Regions from separate parts of the Zea mays genome. Here region 1 is linked to region 2. Evidence: chromatin contacts called from public Hi-C data. All regions are on one chromosome and are shown on one strand. The core of a region is the stretch at or near the end of the contact, and the rest is flanking DNA. Distances in the headings are between cores, read along the strand shown.

Evidence for each region. A called contact is a pair of places that touch in the nucleus more often than the background predicts.
Region 1: a Hi-C map of leaf shows a contact between it and region 2, with 5 times the contacts expected there. The contact joins two enhancer-like sites. A contact is called at or near these places in 3 of 25 Hi-C or Micro-C datasets (leaf and tassel).

Annotation. Positions count from the first base shown.
Region 1 is chr10:105,071,179-105,077,029 of Zm-B73-REFERENCE-NAM-5.0, forward strand. LOC103641528 reads right to left here. Exons shown (of 1, transcript XM_008664864.4): 1 at 5,383-5,851. The coding sequence ends at 5,665. Among protein-coding and RNA genes, the nearest start is that of LOC103641528, 5.5 kb to the right of the region's middle. Within about 2 kb of position 3,108, at least 13 of the 20 cell types and tissues checked have an H3K27ac peak or open chromatin away from gene starts, as enhancers often do. A contact at or near this core is called in leaf and tassel, where this site is marked.
Region 2 is chr10:104,894,144-104,900,051 of Zm-B73-REFERENCE-NAM-5.0, forward strand. No RefSeq gene overlaps it. Among protein-coding and RNA genes, the nearest start is that of LOC118473520, 49 kb to the right of the region's middle. Within about 2 kb of position 2,443, at least 15 of the 20 cell types and tissues checked have an H3K27ac peak or open chromatin away from gene starts, as enhancers often do. A contact at or near this core is called in leaf and tassel, where this site is marked.

The DNA of each region.
Region 1 (5,851 bases), core at 1,858-4,357, 180 kb after region 2:
GCAAAACACTGTTTTTGTAATGTTTTGTATTGCAGTCTATATTGTTTATAGAGTGAAGTTGAAAGAATATGGGGATGGGTAATCTACTGGAGATAACCTAACACTCTACTTTTACATGATACAAATTTGCTTTGAATTCATAAACACCATGCTACAAATCTTGAGAGGAATTTAATTTTTCCTTCTTAACTTAATTCTTATTACTAATATACCCTAAAGTGATACAAGGGAAAAATATTTTTTGTATAAAAATACTGCCAAGGAATGACCCAAACTTCACCACAATGTTCCTCCGGATAATTCTATTTTTTACAAAATGATAAAGTGATTTGGAGTTTATCCAGTTTAAATATGAAAATTAAACATAAATTCAAATATGGAAAATGGAAAACGACAAAACAAAGGCTCATTAACTTTTAGCCCAGCTCGAGCCCGCATCCTCTGATAGGTGGGGCCCGCCTGTTGGCGCACTATGGTTAGAAATAAACACTACCACACCTAATCAATCTAACACCATAAGGGATATAAGAAACTTTATAGGGGGGACTATGGTTTGCTAAGTGTGCCAGAAGAAAGTCCACAAGTCCTATGAGTGTAAGGTGAAGAATGGAAGAGAAAAGGAGAAACAGAAAAATAAAAGGCAATCTAGCAAGGGATCCAACATCTACACTAACAAGGTGAACAAGAAGTCTACCACACCTTATCTTTTGAAGAAAAAGAAAAATCGACAAAGTGGTGGCCATCAAGGTGAATAGGCAAGGCAACAAAAGAGGGACAAAACAGGTTTGGGTGTCAAACGAGATTGTTCAAACATGAGGAGTGCCAAGAAGGTTCAGATTCTACAGGGGAAACGAGAAGCCCAATGTCTATTAGGAATTTGGAGATTTAGCAAAATTGACATGTATATTATAGGATGCATCACACTGGATTATGTCATCACCAAGTGGGTTGGCGAATATTCTGGACCCACAAATTCACCTACCCATGTTCGCTAATTAGCATTAAATTATTTCAATTTCCATTCACATATAGTTTGTTCTATATCTAGGTTTTCATGTAAATTTGAGTTTTGTTTAATTGTACATACACTAGTTGAATTGCTCGGTTTTACAGTTACCCTTGGGGCAAAACTATATAGCTTGTCCCTAGAGGTTCGAAACAGGCTTTACAATTAATGAAGGTAGGGTATCATATATCAGAATAAATATAAACTCTATACCTTACATGCTATTTACGTGATTTTCTTTGCGTGACACGTTGATTCGTATTTTACCGGAATGAACACTTGGAAGCATTTTTTATAATTTGCAATATGGGATTATAAACCGCTGCACTGTTCGGAAGTTGGGAACGAAGCAAAGGAATGTTACTGTTTCTACGGCTGACAGAGTGATAGTACGGTCAAATTACTAGACAATGCAAGGTGGCTGCCCGTGGCCATGTAGGCGGCAATTGTATTTGGCTCGCCTGGAGTAATTAAAGTCACCACTGACTGCGCTGTGCGCGCACTAGCTAGCTGCAGCAATCGCTGGACGCCTGCCTGCAGCTGCAGCTGCAGCATCGAAAGGGAAGGGGATCGAGGAGAGGTGGGTTGGGGGATCAGTAGTTGGTTCAGTGTGTTCAGAGGCTAAGCATGCAGCGGCTGTACTGCAGGAACCAGCGGGAGCCGGGGAGTGCAGGTGCAGGGCTCCACAGCCCACCCAACTACACACAAACCCATGTGTGTATCAGCTACCAACGGACCCGGTACGAAGCAGGCTTTTCTCCCTAATGGGATGCGGTGCGTGTGGTGTGTAACTACACACAAACCCATGTGTGTATCAGCTACCAACGGACCCGGTACGAAGCAGGCTTTTCTCCCTAATGGGATGCGGTGCGTGTGGTGTGTGTAGGCATGGATATCGAGTAATTGGTAATTGGCTCGGCTCTGCTCGTTCGATCTCTCGCTCGGTTTGACTCGTTAAAGTAACGAGCTAGGCTCGTTTAGCTCGCCAGACGGAGAAGAAAAAATAATATATACTTCCTCCGGTGCAGTAAAAGAAGTCATCCTGCGCGTGACCGAGCGTGCACAAAAAGAAGTTATAGCGCGCATGGGTCTGGGATTTGGACGTTGTTGCCCCTAGAAATTGCAAAAAAAAAGATGCATTTAAGAGGAATTGAACTTGAGACCTCCAGTCTAGAATACCTTGGATCTGTTGCAGCAACCAATCAAGCCTAATTGTTTTAGTGACATTAATGCACCCATATCCCTATTTAATAGGGGCAAACAGGGAAAACCCTATGATAATTAATCACTCCTTGGTATGTACAATCATGACCTAAACGACTAACTTTACTGCACTGGAGGGAGTATATATATATTAATCAATTTTTATTTAATTTTAAACTAATTTAACAATATAAAATAGTAATTATATTTAAAGTTTCACAGACCACATCAATGTAACATCAAATCAACATAACTCACCACTCATCAATTCACTATTCACACACATGTTCAGCAGTTTAACCCGCATTTATATTCACATAGAGCAATTTAACACATAAACGCAGTTATCGATCATTAGTTTAAATCATAGGCCATAGACACCACACATACATATAACATGTTCATCAATTGTAACGTAAATGATATGCATATAGTTTTGTTTTGCTGAAATGTGATAGATCGTTTAGCTCGTGAGCTAGCTCATTAACAAACCGAGCTGACTCATTAATGAACCGAGCTAGGATGGTAGCCCAGCTCGTGAAAAAAATTCAAACGAACCGATAACTATCTCCTGCTTCTTACAATGAGATAACTTTTTGCTGCGGCTTACAAATATATTTATAGAGATGAAACCATAAGCTGAGTAGGGAACGATCCAATCTAAACCTCCCGACGACGGGTCTGCGCTTTGCTCACTAACTTGACTGTTTTTTTTATAATTTGGATCACTGACTCAACAATTTTTTTTTGAAATTCCAAAGGAAAGGAAAACTCCCTCTCTCGCTTTGCTGGATTAACTGCACGACAGGGACAGCTGAGAGGAGGCAACCACACACCGTACCGTAGGGTGCATGCAGCTGCAGCTAGGGGACACAAGGCCGCAAACAGTACCTTTCATTGGAAAGAGAAAAGAAAAAGAAGCTCTGCTTGATTGTTGGAGTAAAAGAGAGCCATGTAGGCTATGCTATTGCTATGCCGTATGGCTAGCTAATGCAACGGAAGAGCAGTAGACACGACACGATCCATCTGCCTCGGATGCCCCCCCGCCGCCCATGCGTTTGTACCAGCCTAGCTAGCTAGAGAATATGACACCAACTCGCTCGTCCATTCGTTCAAGAGGGGCAGCAACAAGAGGGTGCGCAGAAGAGGCTCGCCATCATCAGCTTGTGAAAGCTCTGAAGGAAAACGCGCAGAGACAGACAGAGAGACTAGAGAGAGAGGCAGAGAGGGAGCCCGTACATGGCCGCGCGCGGCTGCGTAGCCATGGCTTCCATTTCAGGCGGTTTTCCGAGAAGGGCGGGGCGCGGCGGGGCGGCTCGGCTGGGGCCGGGCTGCTACCACCAGACCAACCAGAGCTCGAAGAGGGCTGAAATGTCCCGGTCCGGGGATGATCAATGTTACTGTAGCCCTTACACTCGCGCGCCCGCCGCAAACAGTGCAGAGCTAGCTAGCAGCCCCCCTCCCTCGCCTCCGCAACCGCAAGGCTACGAGTTTTTTTTTTCGCACGGAGAGATCCACGCCACGGATGTCCTGTTCTTGAAGGCAACGCAGTAAATGTGTTGTTGTAGAGAAGGTAGGGTTCACTCACTTCAGCAGCAGAGCGCCAGGCACGCAGCAGCACGGCCATCATCCAGTGCCTGCCAGCGGCAGGGAAGCCTGGCCTGGGGTGAATCGCGCGCGCGCGCGCCTCCGTCCGCGTCATGGGCGATCGAGTAGGCGCATGCATGCATGCATGCACTCCTACGTATGTGATGTAGCGCAGGGCGGCAGGGATAGGTAGGCTCCGCGTCTGCGTCTCCGGCTCCGTCTGCAGCGCGCCCGCCACTGTGCTCTATGCGTAGAGCCAAGGAATTTTTCCGTAGACAAGTGTACCTCGCCCGGCACTATTGCGACGTGAGCGTTGTCCAGATTGACAGACAGACAGGAATGCTATGCCCGCCCGCCCCCAATGATGGATTTGGATGCGCTAGTAATTACCACCCCCACCAACACCGCCGGCACAATTGTAGTAGTTGTAGCGACCAAAACAGAGTATGAGTATCCCCCCTCTTCCCTCCATTACTTTAAGCTTTAAGGTAGCCGACGATCCAGTGAAAACACGGCTAAACAATGCCTGAGAAAGAATGCTATCACCATCTCCTCTCGTCGATCGATGCAATTTGGTTTGTTACTTCTTCGCTTTGAAAATTATAAAAAGTTCTACTCCCTCCGCTCTAAAATATAAGTCATTCCATCTAATCTAAAATATAAGTCATTCCATCTAAAGATTATCAGAGAGTCAAAGTGTTTAAAGTTTAACTAAAATTATAGCGAGAATGATAAAGATTTATGATACAGTATAAAAAATATATTTAATAAAAAATCTAATGGTATATATTTGATATCGTAAATGTTATTACTTCATTGTATAAATTTGGTTATTTTTTTTAAAAAAACTTTAGTTATCTAAAAATCTTAAAATGATTTATATTTTGGGACGGAGGGGTATTTTACATGGTACGTTCTTTTTATAATATATGTCTAAGTATATAAAATGCTGCGCTGTACATTTAAAAGTGTTTTATATTTTAGATACAATGCACCTACAAATTTACTGGCTGTTTGATCCAAAAAGCTAAAATAAAAGCGACTAAAATTTAGCTACGTACGTAGGAGCTAGAGATTTAAAAGTAACTAAAATGGTAAAAATAATAATAATAATAATAATAATAATAATAATAATAACATGTGGTAACTTGTCGACGATAACAGTAATTATTATGACTGCCGTCATAGTTTGACAAAATTAACCAGAGATTGACATATGCTTTTTTTTATATCTGTTCTTGTCCGACTAAAAACCAGGTATCAAGTGAAACAGTATGCACCGAGGCAATATAATCTGGTCAGATTATCCAATAAATTTTGAACTAAGTGTTAGTTTAAAATTTGTTGTATTATATAATCTAGATAGATTATAATCTAAATAAATTTTAAACTAAGTGTTAAGTACTAGGCAACGTGCATCAATTCCCCGAATTGGGTTAGGACAAGAGAATACCACACCTAACCTGTTTCGATTTGCGTTACACGCAAGAAACTCGCCCCGATTTCCTGGCTATTCATCACTTGACTAATCAGCAAGAAGCCAAGAACCACATACATATATACATAGTATATGGCGAAACAGGACGAGAGAGGGTCACCATCACCACTTATTATTCATTGATTAACCACACTTTGATAACGAAACAGCAATCTCTATCTCCATCGTCTCATGCTCCTCCTACCTGGCTACTCCCGCCCCACCAAAACAAGAGGAGGGAGCAAGCAACAAGCACGGCCACGAGACGAAACAAAGATCAAATGAAAAAGAATCTAGACCTAGGATCATCAGATTCTACAGGTGCTAACTGCAAGCAGCAGGGAGATTAATCCACAAGGAAAGAACAATTAACACATCTTTTTTTTTCCTGTTACACCGATGAGGGAACCACGATGGCGGTGGTCGGATCAGTCAGCATGTCATCGTCTCCCTCCATGAGCAGCTCCGCGTCCCGGTCGTCGTCGCTCCACGGCTCCCTCCGCTCGAGCTTCGAGTTGGCCACCACGAACACCAGCCGTTGCGCGCGGGCGACGCCTCGCAACGAGGCCCCGGGCGCG
Region 2 (5,908 bases), core at 1,193-3,692:
GTGAGGCGGAGCTTGCTGGTGGCTGTGGCGAGAAAGTCATGGGAGCCAAAGCTGATGTGGGTCCTAGGAGCAAAGGTCTCGCCAACGGTGAAGGTGGATGACTGAGCTATCGAAGTGAACAAAGTTGCTTGGCACGCTAATTGGTCACCTACCTGACGCGCACCAACTTTTGTGGTTTTAGAAACCAGGGACACTATAGAATATGTGTTTGGCGGTGAAGGCTAGCGCGGACTCACTCCGAATGATGAATCGAGGGATTCCAATAGAGAGTTTATACTGGTTCTGGCTTGTGCCTTTGTATAGTGTAGTGTTGATCGTAGTATTCTTTGGAGCATATTACAATGGGTGAAAGTGTGAGAATGAGGAAGTGGAGAGCTTAGGCTAAATTCCCTTGGTTGTTTGACCCTCCTCTTTTATAGTTCTAGGTTGGGGTTCTTACATAGGGACTTGTCATCCGAAGGAGGGTGTGACCTATTATCTACGATAGTCTTGCTGATGTAGCTCTCCTGACGTCGTCTTCTGGTTCGTGCGTGCTCGTACGCCTAGTATGGCAGATCGCACCATCTACCCCATATGCGGGTCACTGTAGTGACTCCGGTGTTGTGATGCCCTAGAGAAACACATGGTGGAACCCATGCCCCGGAGTCGAAGGATACTGAGGGTCATACGTGGTGATGCCCCGTCCCGTTGTCAGAGACTCTCCATCATCCCTCCATCGTGTTGTGGCGTCATCCGAGACGGTGTGCGTGCGTGCGTGCGTGCGTGCGTGCGTGCGTGCGTGCGTGCGTGCGTGTGTGTGTGTGTGTGTGTGTGTGTGTGTGTGTGTGTGTGTGTGGCGATGTGCCTCACTGTGGCTGGCGTCGGGTAATAGTACATGGTTTGCCTCCACGTCAACCGGCTACGAGTGTGCTCCTGCCGTGTGTGTGTGTTATGGTGGCATGGCACCAAGGCCCACTTGTATTTCAACTTTCATCGTGGGCTTCTTGCTTCTCCACCTCACAGAGTTGGGACCTAGTTGTCCGATCCGCCTCGCAGAGTTGCTCGGCGGGAGCTGGTCGTCCCATCCGCCTCGCAGAGTTGCTTGGCGAGACCTACTCGGCCCGTCCGCCTTACAGAGTTGCTCAGTGCGACCTGGTGGGCCCGTCTGTCTCGCAAAGTTGCTCGGTTGGGACCTGGTCGGTCTGTCCGCCTCATAGAGTTGCTCGGTCGAGACCTGGTCGGCTCGTCTGCCTCGCAGAGTTAGTCGATTGGGATCTGGTTGGCCCATCCGTCACACAGAGTTGCTCGGTGGGACCTGGTTGTCCAAGACGAGCCCTCATGAGTTATGAGCTTACTTTGGGTACCACGTTCTTGGGTATACGCCAATGTGTTTGAATGTATGTGATGTGGATGAATATATACATATATATTGTGAATGGATGTGTGTGTCTATATATATATATATATATATATATATATATATATATATATATATATATATATATATATATATATATATATATATATATATATATATATATATATATATATATATATATATATATATATATATATATATATATATATATAATAGATGGATATAAATGGTTAAATTGCAAAACTTTTATGTGTTGGTAACACTAATTCATGTTGACTTTGGTTGGCCCACAAAAAGTAGACTATCTAATTTCATCAGCATTTGATAATCGTCAGAAACTAGCTAGGCTAATTTTCATCGGTCACTCCAAACCCTAATTTCGATGTCAGGCTAACGAAATCTAGTTAATTTTAGCTAGGCTAATTTCCATCGCCCATTTTGAGCCCTAATTTCTGGGGTCATACTAGACTAACGAAACCTAGTTAATTTTTCACGAGCCTCATTTGATCGATGAAAATTTCATGAGCAACCCACAAAAATTAGCTAATTTTTGTTGTTTTATTTGCAAGAGTTGATTGACGACGAAAACTAGCTAATTTTATAAGCAAGCCTTAATTTTTATAGGGCCCTTGGCCGACGAAAATTAGAAAAATTTCTATTGTCATATATTAAAACTATTTACGTTCAAATTGCTATTATAATATAATTACATGATACTTTTTTCATGAACCCGAGGGTTTAAATTTTATATTCTCATTAAATTAAAAGTATGCTTTTTGTCTTTGTAAAATGCATTAGTCATGAAGTCAGCACTTCTACTAAAGAAAGACTTCAGACACATGCATGCCGCATGTACTTGTCCGCTAGTTTATAAATGTGAATAAACTATTTTGATGAAATTTGCTATATCGATCATTCAGCCATATCTCTTTTTTTCTCTCCGGCATAAATCTGATAAAAAGATGTGTAGGTGTGTGGTGTTCTCATGGGCTGAAATTAGTTTCCCAACGAGGGTATAGGCTTTTGCAGCCCATTAGACAGAAGGAGGCACCTGGAGTTCTTTTATGGACAGGCCCAAAGTGAAGTTTGAAACTCAACGAAGCAGAACATCACACAAGGGAAGCGACCCATAGTGGCCCAATGGCAATGGTTATCTACAAGTGATTCTGAACTTCTGAAATGCGCAACGCGAGGCCATGGGAGCAGCTGCACAGCTTCGATTCAACCTGCTTTGGGCTGAAAATTTATCTGACAATCGATTTAAAAAGGTGACAATCGCATTAAAAATAAAGGTGTCCTAGAGACGTCCAAGTGTGACTTTAACTGATTTCCTTTTTTTTGCTAATCTTACCAATTTGGTGACAAAAAAAGAATGATGTTAAAAATAACTAGTCGATTACTCGTGCGTTGCAACGGCTCACAACAATACCCACGTAAATTATCCACCAAAAAGATCTTTAAATTTTTTTATTGATTGTCTCCGCTCTTAGCATAATATTTTATTATTTTTTATGAACGCACGGATACCATAGGCAGCAAATCAGAGCCTCCATCCCTCGTCTCCTCCACTTACAAGGTTTCGTAGAGCAGGAGGGGAAGGGGAGAGACGGACATACATGTTCATTGCTGGAGAAGGACACGACGAAGACCTGGGCATCTGGAGGCGATATAGTTAGTATACCGCTAGATATATAGGGAGAGAGCACACAAGCGGAGAAAGAAGCCCAGCCGAGCAGCTTCAAACCAAGAGGCACCCGCACCAGGCGTCAATCTGAGAAGAGCGAGAGAATGCGAGTGTCTTCCTAGTCTTGGACCCGCCGAAGCGACACAACACCATCACCAACTCCCTAGCATATGTCGACTGCTGCCACGCTATGGGCCTTGGTTGTTCAATATCTCAGACCTGGACTCCTCATCACCAAGATAATCTAAGCGTGGCAGGCGCCACCATGTCCTACTCGACGGCATGCACGGAGAAAGGCCAGGAGCATGACCGACTCGCCCCGTACCCGCGTCGACGAGCGTCGGTCGGCTCGCGGCTGCGACCGTGGGCGGGGGCAGCAAGTTGAGGAAGAAGAACAGGGCGATGGCCGAGAAGACAAACGGGACGTCCGACAACGGCGAAAACGATGGTGCGTGCATGATGTGAAATGTCCTCGTGGACGTGCAATAGCCACTGCGCGAGTTGGTGTCGGACGAATACAGGAAGGAGGTGCATGCTCCTACGCCCTCTACCAAGAATGGGGTGGCGCAGAGGTGGAGGCATGAGGGGAGAGAAAAGAAGTAGAATGGCGAACGAGGTGGTGGCAAGTGAGGCGAGGACCATTATTATCGTGTGGAGGTATAGATGGACAAATGGGCCGTGTCTGGCGTGACGACCCGAGCCACGACCCATTTAATAGTGACTGGGCCAACCAGACACGAGCGTCGTGCGGTGCTTGGGCCGTAGCCTCGGCCCGTAGTGCTGGCTCGGCCCGACACGATTATTTTTTTATTTTACAAAAAATCATATATAATATATGTATAATTTATATTCAATATTATAAACACCTGAACATGATGTTCTACTGGTTAGACAGCTTCGTCCAATGTCTTCCACCCTTCTTCCATCAGGGTGTGGGTTCAAACCCCACCTTCTACACAGCTTTTTAACATCTTACGTTGAGTTGATTTGGAAGAAATGTAGGGACTTTTTTGTAAAAAGATAACATGGGATGACCGTTGAAACTGGTGCTTTAAGTATACTAGTCGTTTGCCCGTGCGTTGCGATGGCTCACAACAATACCTACGTAAACTATCCACCAAAAAGATCTCAAGATTTTTTATTGATTGTCTCTGCTCTTCGCATAATTTTTTTTGATTTGACTAAGCACGTCAACATCGTGGTAAAGGAAAGGTCATGTAGATAGGTGATACCGAGCCATCAAATGGGTACCATAGGCAGCAAATTAGGGACCCCCATCCCTCGCCTCTCCCACTTCCAAGGTTTCGTAGACCAGGAAGGGAAGATGCAGTCATACCTGTTCGTTGCCGGAGAAGGACACGACAAAGACATGGACATCTGGAGGCGACATAGGTAGTATACCACTAGATACGTACATGGAGAGAGCACGCAAGCGGAGAAAGAAGCCCAGCTAGAGCAGCTCCAAACCGAGAGGAACCCACACCAGGCGTCAGTTCGAAAAGGGCGAGAGAATGTGAATGCCTTCTAACCCTGGACCCGCCGAGGTGACACAACACCACCACCAACTCTGTAGCATATTCTGACTGCTGCCGCGCTACAGGCTTTGATTGTCCAATATCTCAGATCTAGACTTGTCATCACCAAGATAACATAAGCGTGGCAGGAACCATCGTGTCCTCCTCGGCGACACACATGAAGAAAAGCCAGGAGCAAGACCGTCTCGCTCGTATCCGCGTTGACGAGCATCGGTCGACTCGCGGCTGTAACCGTGGGCAGGGGCAGCAGGTTGGGGAGGAAGAATAGGGCGAAGGCCGAGAAGACGAACGGGACATCCGACGATGGCGAAAACGATGGTGCATGCATGCTGTGAAACACCCTCATGGACGTGCAATAGCCACTACGCGGGTCAGTGTCGGGGCTGGTGTCAGACGAATACGGGGAGGAGGCGCCTGCTCCCACACCCTCTGCCGAGAATGGGTGGCACAGAGGCGGAGGCATGAGGGGAGAGAGAACAGAAGCAGGATGATGAACGAGGTGGCGGCAACTAAGGCGAGGACCATCATTATCATGCGGAGGTATAAATGGCCAAATGGGTCGTGTCTGGCGGGCTGGTCCGAGGCACGACCCATTTAATAGTGCCTGGGCCAGCCCGACACGATCATTGTGTCGTGCTTGGGCCGTAGCCTCGGCCCGTAGTGCTGATCCGGCCTGACACGATTATATTTTTTATTTTACAAAACTCGTATATACATATGTAAAATTTATATTCAATATTAAAAACAATTGACCATGATGTTCCACTGGTTAGACGACTTCACTCGGTGTCTCCCACCCTTCTTCCATCAGGGCTTAGGTTTGAACCCCCACCTCCTGCACCACTTTTCTTAAATATTTTACGCTAATTTAACCTGACTGGCTAACAGGCCGGACATGGAGGTTGTGTGCATGGAGGGATGCAGGGTTAATTTAAGATAGATGTGAGGGGTTATTTGTAAAAATATGACGCGGGACGACCGTTGAAACTGGTGCTTTAAGTATAGTAGAGATTAGAGACTAGTCGGTTGCCCGTGCGTTGGGATGGCTCACAACAATATCCACGTAAACTATCCACCAAAAAATCTCAAGATTTTTTTATTGATTGTCTCCACTCTCTATATAATATTTTTTTATTTGACTAACTGATGTTGTTTTTTACTCCATCCAATATGTCTTTGTACAACACGGCCAATGAAGGGAGCGATTAGAAGAGAGTTCACAACGACTGACCGAACGAACAGAGATTATAGAATGACATAATTCCACCATACAGAGATCAAATAAGAGGAAGTTTGTGAGCTCAAGTTTCTAAAATAAGTCATATGAACTCA